2 separate regions of the Mus musculus genome follow, and region 2 is linked to region 1. The links are chromatin contacts, called in public HiChIP or PLAC-seq maps. All regions are on one chromosome and are shown on one strand. The core of a region is the stretch at or near the end of the contact, and the rest is flanking DNA. Distances in the headings are between cores, read along the strand shown. Region 1 overlaps Pter (phosphotriesterase related). Region 2 overlaps Rsu1 (Ras suppressor protein 1).

Region 1 (4,039 bases), core at 1,310-3,809:
AGCTCCAGGCCAATGAGAGACCCCATCTCAAAGGAGATGAACAGTTTTCCTAAAGATGATACCTGAGGTTGTCCTCCAGCTTCCACATACGTGTCCCCTGCCATGCACATGCACATATATTAACACTACACACAGACACACTCAGACACACTCAGACACACACACACACACACATACACACATACACACACACACACACACACACACACACACACGTATGCATGCATGCACACACATCCACACTTGGACACACAAAAAACAACACTGACTTAGTGAGTACTGGCTAATGAACATAGAATTTTTTTTCTGACTAATTTGCAAATTCAACAAGTTATTATAAGATTTATGATCTTATAGCTTGAAGATGCAGTACAGAGAAAGAGAAAGACTGTGTGTTAAGAATGAAAAAAAGGAAGACTATACTTCAGGGATCATTTCTATAGTTCGTTACTAGAGAAGGTTTTCTTACTGTGCAGAATGAAATCAAGGGGGTTTCTTTATTTTAATCTGGGAGCAGCACCTATAGATGCCACTGAATCTGCCAACTGAGTCAAATACTTCTTTAATTCTATCCTACATTCCGCTTAGAAAACTCATAACACAATATTTACATTACTTGCGTCAAAGCATGGTTTGACAAGTATATTACCCTTCTCATTAGCTCAGTCTCCAACTAATATAAATGTATGTATTTAAAAGCATATTGGGATATAACACAGATGAAAATATTTTAAAAGTCGTTCTAAATACTAACAGATATTTTACCAAGAGTTTACCTGACATTTTATGCCTGTGAAACAAGTTATGGGAAATAATATAGGAATACATACCATATGTAAATGCATGTAAAATGACACACATGTTTAATAAGAGAACACACACATGTGCAACAGAGCCCCGAAACTTCTTTCTTTGGGTCCTTGCAAACTTTGCTCCTTTCTGCCCATTCTTACTTAATATTACAAATAAGAGAACAGACCTTCTCCCATCCCTCCTGGCTTGTAATAAGAGAAGAAGCTGTGTTGGCAAATGTACCAAGTCTCTGCCTGCCAAGTCTCACCCTACTGTGAATTTTCATTGCTGGTTATTATAAAAACCCGAGGGGAAAGCTGAAGCAGCTGATGGTGGGAAAACGAGGTTTACAAAGAGACTGAAGCAGAACCACTGAGCTCTGATAGGGTTCATACAGACTGAGCATTAACACATTGGAATTGTCAATGACGAGTGTGTCCAGAGCTCCTTCCTCATCACTGGGAAGACACGGAGTCCGAACACTCTGGGGTCCAGTTACCAGATGTCTTTGCGAGCTAGCTATTTTTTTTTCATGTATCCAACTACTTCTGAACCAATTGCATTTAGGGTGTCCTAAATGTATATACAAACAGCATTCTAAGTAGTGCTTTTTACCTGCTCCACTGACATGGCTCTGGTTGCTGCAGAGTGAGTTGCATCAACATAAAACCCAGCTCCAGCTATGATGTGGACTCCAGTCTGCTCTGCCAGCCACTTCAGCGTATGCACGTCCCTGCTGAGCCCAGTTGTCGTATTCTCCACCAAGGCTCCTCCGCCCTTAGCCTTGAAATACAACAGCTCTTCTCTTATGGCTCCTACCTCCTGATTCAACTGAAGGTTCTCTCGATGGGAATAGGGGTTTTTCTGAATCCAAAATAGATTTTTCATCATGATAGGTTCCTTGGAGGTGACTTCGTGGCATGGAGGAGGTGGGCAGTAAAAACTGTCAAAGGTCATTGTCAGATGCTCGTGGGTCAGGGTGCGTCCCAGTTGGCTGGGTTCTACAAGGCCCAGAACTGTTTGTACTTTCCCACTTAAGGAAGACATTCCTGATAGTGTCTCAGGGATTTTCTCTAGAGAGGAAAAGGGAATATGGAATTAGAAAATTTAACACAAGCATGTAGTCTGTCAGTGGAGAGTGGGGGTTGTGGATATGCCAATGAAACTAGAGAATGAATCAATGAAACTAGAGATATGACCTCATTTGTCATCTGCCCCAAGTGGGATGCATGAATAAAATGTCCCCAGTCCCTTCCATCAGGTCTCCTCTGACAGATCAGCTCTAAACTTATTTATTGGAAATATTTCTTCAGTTCAGTTCAGATTTATATTTCTTTTTTTTTTTTGTCTCAGTTTTAGCTATGCTTTTTTGGATACTTGAACAAAAATCATATAAATCCCTCCTCCCTTTGTTACCAAAAGCTCCTATTAAAATCAGCCATGCATTAATACCATTTCCCCCTTCTTATCCAAATGAAATATACTGAGGCTTCTACTCACGGTACTACCCATTTGCTCCTGAAGTAAATGAACTTCCGCTCACGGCCTGCTATATGCCCGAAGCATAACACAGAACCTCTAACCTGCCTCACTTCATAGGGGATGGCCACAAAATCATTGAGGAAAGAAGAAATGCATAAGTAGGTTTATTAATGTCAAAAATAAGAAGAAACAAGCCCTTTCACTTTCAAGGGGGTTTATTGCATAGTGCAAACTGAAAGTGACCTTTCAATACATAAAAGGAAAACTTCACTGTTACAATGAAAGTGACTACGATGTTATCTGTGATGGTTAAAAGCTGAATGTCAACACGACGCAACCTAAAGGGAGACTCAGTGAGGAAGTGTCTTCACTGAGTTTGGGTATTTCTATAGGGAATTCTCTTTATTACATTAATGGGCATGGAATGACCCAGACCATTATGGATGGCAACACGCATTCCCTAGGTAGGGGATCCAGAACTTTATCAGAGTGGAGAAATTGAGCTGAGCACAAGCAAGCAAGCAAGCAGTGTTTATGAGCTCGCTTCTCTTTGCTTTTGACTGGGTATGCTGTGACCAGCTGTCTCAGTGCCTGTCTCTGTGACTCCTCTACAATGATGGACTGTCGTCATCTGGAACTGGAGTTAAAATGAACCTCTCCCCCTCTAAGCTGCTTTGTGTCGGGGTATTTTATCACGGCAACAGAAACAAGCCTAGAATGCTGCTGAAACAGGAATCAGCTGCCATCTCTAGAAGGAGCAAAAACCTCTTTATTGCTCACATAATTTCCTTTCAGACACAAAGAGTATCTGCCCAGGTTTTTCTCTCAGTGACAGCAAGAATTCCTATTCCAGCATTCCCATGTTCAATGTGTACCCCTAATACAGCAGACTGAATGGAAAAGGTGACAGTGGACTTGGTGAATAGACACACTGTAGCCACCGCCGCCAGAGCACTGCCCGAAATGAAGCTCCACCCAGAGGACCTGGCAGACATGATCATGAGGCTGGAAGAACAGAGTAGCTTTGAAAGCTTTCAAAGTGTTCCTACCACAGACATTCTAAAATTAGTCCCCCCATATCTTTGGAAGCCTTCTCTGTATGTGGGGAGGGGGGTAGTGCATCATTTCGAGCCTGTGCATGTGGAGATCAGAGGTCAACCTCGGGTATCAGTCCTCTGAAGCCATTCACCATGTTCTTTTGAGACAGAGTCTCCCCCTGGACTAGAGCTCACAGAGAAGGCAAGCTGCAGGCTTCTACCTATGACTAACCCTGATTATAGGACTCCTAGTGTCTACTAACATACCTTTTCAGTCCCTAGGACCCACATACAATGTATGTGGGTTCTAGGGACAGAATTCAGGTCCTCATGTCTATAAGGAAAAGACTTTAACAACGGAAGCATCTTCTAGTCCCTATCTATGATTAGCTGAGCATCTTGTTTCTCATAAATAAATTAGAGACTATGCATTACTTAGGAATCAAAATAAGTAGGAATTAAGGCAAATGCAAGCGAATACTACACATAAAAATATTGTCAAAAGTGGAACACAGTCTATAGTCAACAGAGAGCAGAATTATTCTGCACTTTGACTACATCACTTCTTTCTACAAAAGAAAGGTTGTGGATCTGGTTCTGTTTTCTGGTTCTGTGGAAAAGGTTCTGTTTTCCCTGTAATAGGTCAGGGAAAAAGGAAAAGGTTTACAAATTATAAGTCAATCTTTGTCCAGCCACTTCAATGACAGTGAACTTAGCTGTCTGGGATA
Region 2 (4,127 bases), core at 883-3,382, 260 kb before region 1:
TGAGGACAGTCATGTGGGGTAGATAAGCCTGCTACCTTCCAAATTACTGTCCTGTTTCCATCCTAGGGGCTGATCTTGAAGAGGTCAACGCCTGTCAAACAGAAGTGACTTAATAGCAAAATAGAACATGCATACAGTGTTCTCTGATGATGCATGCATACAGTGTTCTCTGATGATGTAGCACCATAACGAGCCAGCCAAGGTTAAATTGAGCACAACAGAAAACACACACACACACACACACACACACGAGAGAGAGAGAGAGAGAGAGAGAGAGAGAGAGAGAGAGAGAGACAGACAGACAGACAGACAGAGACAGAGAGACAGAGAGAGACAGAAAGAACAAAGGAAGTGTGTGTACATAGTCTAGGATGTGCAATATACAGGTGTATGTATTTTAATTATTCTTAAATTATTGAGCTTTGTCGTTGTTTTAAGAATTAAAGCAAAACTGAGCATAGTCGCTTCAGAAGCACACATGGTGCCCGTGATGTCACTGGCTTTGGGTCCTGCTCTCCTGTGATGTCACTGGCTTTGGGTCCTGCTCTGCCCGTACATCAGTTCTTTAAGCCCGCACATCTCAGGTTTGGAAACCGCGGGACTGAGTGAAGGCAGCAGTGGTGTATTTGCAGAGCAGATAGACTTGACGCTGGTTCTTGAAGAAAGTTTTCCAGAGCGTTCAAAAGATGATTTTCTAAATGAATGAGAAGCAGGTATAAAAAGTGCCAGTAGGCGCCACCTGATTTATTAGCTTGAATTTACATTTAAAAATAAGATTGCATTTGTAATCTTAGAGCCCACCCCTAGTCTTGAGTGGAATGTGCCTATACATATATACATATATATTAATTTTTAAGTAATAAAATTCTTGTGACCACTTTCGCTTTCTCTGTTACTCAGTCCAGTAGGACAGACTTGTCCTGGTGTGATTAATTAACTGTTGACAGAATTTTGATTTTCTATTCAGTCTGAACTGTCTTTTGTTTGATTTTTTTTCATAATTTTTATTTTCAGTATCCTTTCTCCTCACCTCTATGTTCCTTCTTCTCTTTATGTTACCACTTTCATCTCTGAAGTCATAGCTCCTATGCCGTCCGTCAGAAAGCTTAGATGAACTCCCCTTGTTTCTGTGAGGCCCTCTTCCCCTTCAAAATAAACCACGACCATGTGGTGTGTAAAACAGAAGGCTCCCCACAGCTCATCAGGCTGTGGGGGACAGCACCCCACATGTGGAGTTAACTGAGAATTAAGCAAGGCGAGAGATAGCATTCATCAAACTGTACCCTCTGTTAAGTGGAGGAATTACACTTAACGTGGTTAAATAATCAGAGTCAGAGGTTCTGATCTTCTGCACCCTGAGCCTCTGCACTGCCATCTCCCCTGGCTACTTCTTTAAGTGATTTATGTGTGCACTTTAACTGTTCCAGGCAAGGGAAACCCAGTGCTTAATGGACCGAACACTTCTGTGGCTCTGATCTTTGTTTCCGTTAGACCAGGCAGACTTGCCAAGGTTGGAGGGTGGTTTGTGTGTCTTGTTCTGTCTCTGGCCATCTTCGTCACCTCCCCTCTCTTCCCTGTTCACGGAATGACCCCTTTCCTCAGCCTCTAAGCACATGGTCTGATAGGCAGAGCACCCCATGCGGCCTCTCCGTGGTCATTCTCAGTTGTAAAGAAAGGCAGAAATGTGGGCAAACGGTGCTCTGAGCAAGTGCTGACGGTTGGACTTAATTAAGTGTTATCTGCCGCTTATTGTTCATAATCACACCTGAACATACATGTGTTCATATACTACATTATATTAACTATACTATTATAGTGTATTACATATAATAAAGCATACACATCAAAGAGGCTGAGCAGGTTGTTTACGCCCCAAGCTTGCTTCCTCTGTTGATGGAGGATGTGTGTCTTTTTAATTTTTGTCTCTTGTTTCTCTTCGTCTTTCTAAACTTTCGAGGTATTTTTTGAAGCAGGATGTCTGTCCTGATCTTCCGTTTCACTGGACGTCACTTCCTCTCCCCGGCTTCCAGAGCCGTTTCTCCTCCTTTGGATGTGATGGTCCCAACCAGCTCCCCAGGCAAAGCTAGCTGCTGATGTGTGACTGAGTTAGTGGGGAACCAAAACCACACCACGTGTGATTAGGAACATATTTCTTTTCTGCTAAGCTAATGCAGACTCTAGGTGCCAGTCAAATTGTGTCTGCTCAGAAGGGAGGCAGTTCACACCCGTCATATCTTTAGGAGTTGCGTGTGGTTGTGCATGCCCTTTTTGTAGCTCAGGGACGTACATTTTTGCCTGTTTGGCTTCATATTACAAACCCACTTTATTGCTTGTTTGTTACAATTTCCTTCTAATTTTTATATAACTGATTGTTCGCTTTGTAGTTGGTAAGAGGGTGACACCACAGTTGTGTGTCTGTGCAGTGGTTAACTCAGGATTTTTTTTTTTTTGTTTTGTTTTGTTTTTGTGGTTTTGTGGTTCATAAAACTATTTAAGCTGCAGAATCCTAAGGAGGCCCATGAAACATGTGTGCCCTTGGGCACTCATGCTCAGCAAATACTTGTTGATTAGCCACAGGTAGAATTACTTTAGTTACCTGTATGTCTAATAATATTTGGGGAGATGGTGGCCTTTATTAAGGTAGGGGCTTAGATAATTGGCGAATTTTTACTTTTACCTTGAGGGCCATCTAAAACCTGTTAAAAGAAAACTTGCTTCAGTGTTTCATAAACTTTATGTTTTTAAATAACCTATAACTACCGTAATTCACTGCTTTAATAGCTGCTTTGGAGAAAATCCCATAAAATCTGTGAAGCACAACATGATTAGTTCAAACTTCAAACTCGAACAGTAATATATAATCACTTCATTATTCACCGTGTGTTTTTGGCCAGAAAGCAAAGGTAATTAATCACCCTAAGTACAAATGACCTTTTTTATTTGCATATAAAATTTCCAGAATCATGTGAGAGTTAAGATCTCTTTTTTACATGGAGTCATTGAAATGGCACCTAAGGCTAGGTAGGATTCCTGGTTTGCTGTAGGAACAGCACATATGTAAGGAGTCTGGACACTGCATCTGGTCGGAATATGGGGCTGGTCTCTAGTTGTGTTGGGTAAGGATTGACGGCTGGCTCTGTGACTTGACTTTCACCAGCAATTCCACACAGACTCTGTAGTGTTGGCGTCATTCAGGCTGCAGAAAATGCTACCTGTCCGTCTTTTCTAGAATGGTTAGATCGCTCCTGTTATATATCCTGAGAAGCCTTGCTTATTTTCACGTATTATCCTGTTGTTGGTAGCATTTCTTTATCTTCCTTGTAGGAACGAGCTAACTTAGTACTCTTCACTACTCTTTACTCTTTCAAAGAAAGGCTGTAAAAGCCTAGAGTGTAACGAAATAACACCACATTTACATTCTTTATTGCAGCATCCAGAATACTTACGTTTACATTTTTATTGGTTATTGTGTGTTCATGGTATGTGTCTGTGTGTGTCTCTCTGCATGTGTATGTGTGTGTCTGTGTGTCTCTGTGTGCATGTCTGTGTGTGTCTCTGAGTATATCTGTGTGTATATTTGTGTATATCTGTTTGTGCACGTGGTGCATATGTATATACACATCTGTGTGTGTCTATGTTTGTGTATATCTGTGTATGTGTCTGTGTGTATGGATCTCTGTGTGTGTGTCTGTGTGTGCATGTCTGTGTGCATCTATGTATGTGAGTATCTGTGTGTGGTAGGGTGGGTAGGACAAACAACATACAAAGTCACTGAATTACTTCAACCAGGAACAAATTCATCATGAGCAAATGTGGTCCAGTAGAGACAGGTCGGGTGTTGTATGGCAACACTTGTGTATGTATCTGTGTGTGTCTCTGTGTGTGTGCGTGATGCGTGTGCGTGTGTGTGTGTCTGGATGTATGTGTGCATGGTGTGTGCTTGTGTGTGTGTGTGTGTATGTGTGTCTTTGTATATCTATCTATATATATATATGTGTGTGTGTGTGTATGTGTGTGTCTGTAAGTCTCTGTATGTGTGTGTTGGGATACACTTGCTATGATGTGCATGGAGGTCAGAGGAGAGCTTTGTGGAGTTGGCTCTCTCCTATCTTTATGTGGGTTCTGGG

What was found. HiChIP or PLAC-seq counts read pairs in DNA pulled down with a chosen protein or histone mark.
Region 2: a contact with region 1 is called in an H3K27ac HiChIP or PLAC-seq map of thymic regulatory T cells, with 4 times the contacts expected there. The contact joins two enhancer-like sites. A contact is called at or near these places in 4 of 39 promoter capture datasets (the C10 cell line, the HPC-7 cell line, liver and 1 more), 1 of 15 datasets of contacts at CTCF or cohesin (the NIH/3T3 cell line), 1 of 484 Hi-C or Micro-C datasets (nephron progenitors) and 1 of 115 datasets of contacts at active chromatin or transcription factors (thymic regulatory T cells).

The regions. Positions count from the first base shown.
Region 1 is chr2:12,975,986-12,980,024 of GRCm38.p6, reverse strand. Pter (phosphotriesterase related) reads right to left here. Exons shown (of 6, transcript NM_001305437.1): 3 at 1,408-1,865. It also overlaps the pseudogene Gm52597. Among named protein-coding and RNA genes, the nearest start is that of C1ql3, 33 kb to the left of the region's middle. Within about 2 kb of position 2,559, at least 7 of the 459 cell types and tissues checked have an H3K27ac peak or open chromatin away from gene starts, as enhancers often do. A contact at or near this core is called in thymic regulatory T cells, where this site is marked.
Region 2 is chr2:13,231,451-13,235,577 of GRCm38.p6, reverse strand. All of the region lies in intron 3 of Rsu1 (Ras suppressor protein 1), which reads left to right. Among named protein-coding and RNA genes, the nearest start is that of Rsu1, 38 kb to the left of the region's middle. Within about 2 kb of position 2,132, at least 31 of the 459 cell types and tissues checked have an H3K27ac peak or open chromatin away from gene starts, as enhancers often do. A contact at or near this core is called in thymic regulatory T cells, where this site is marked.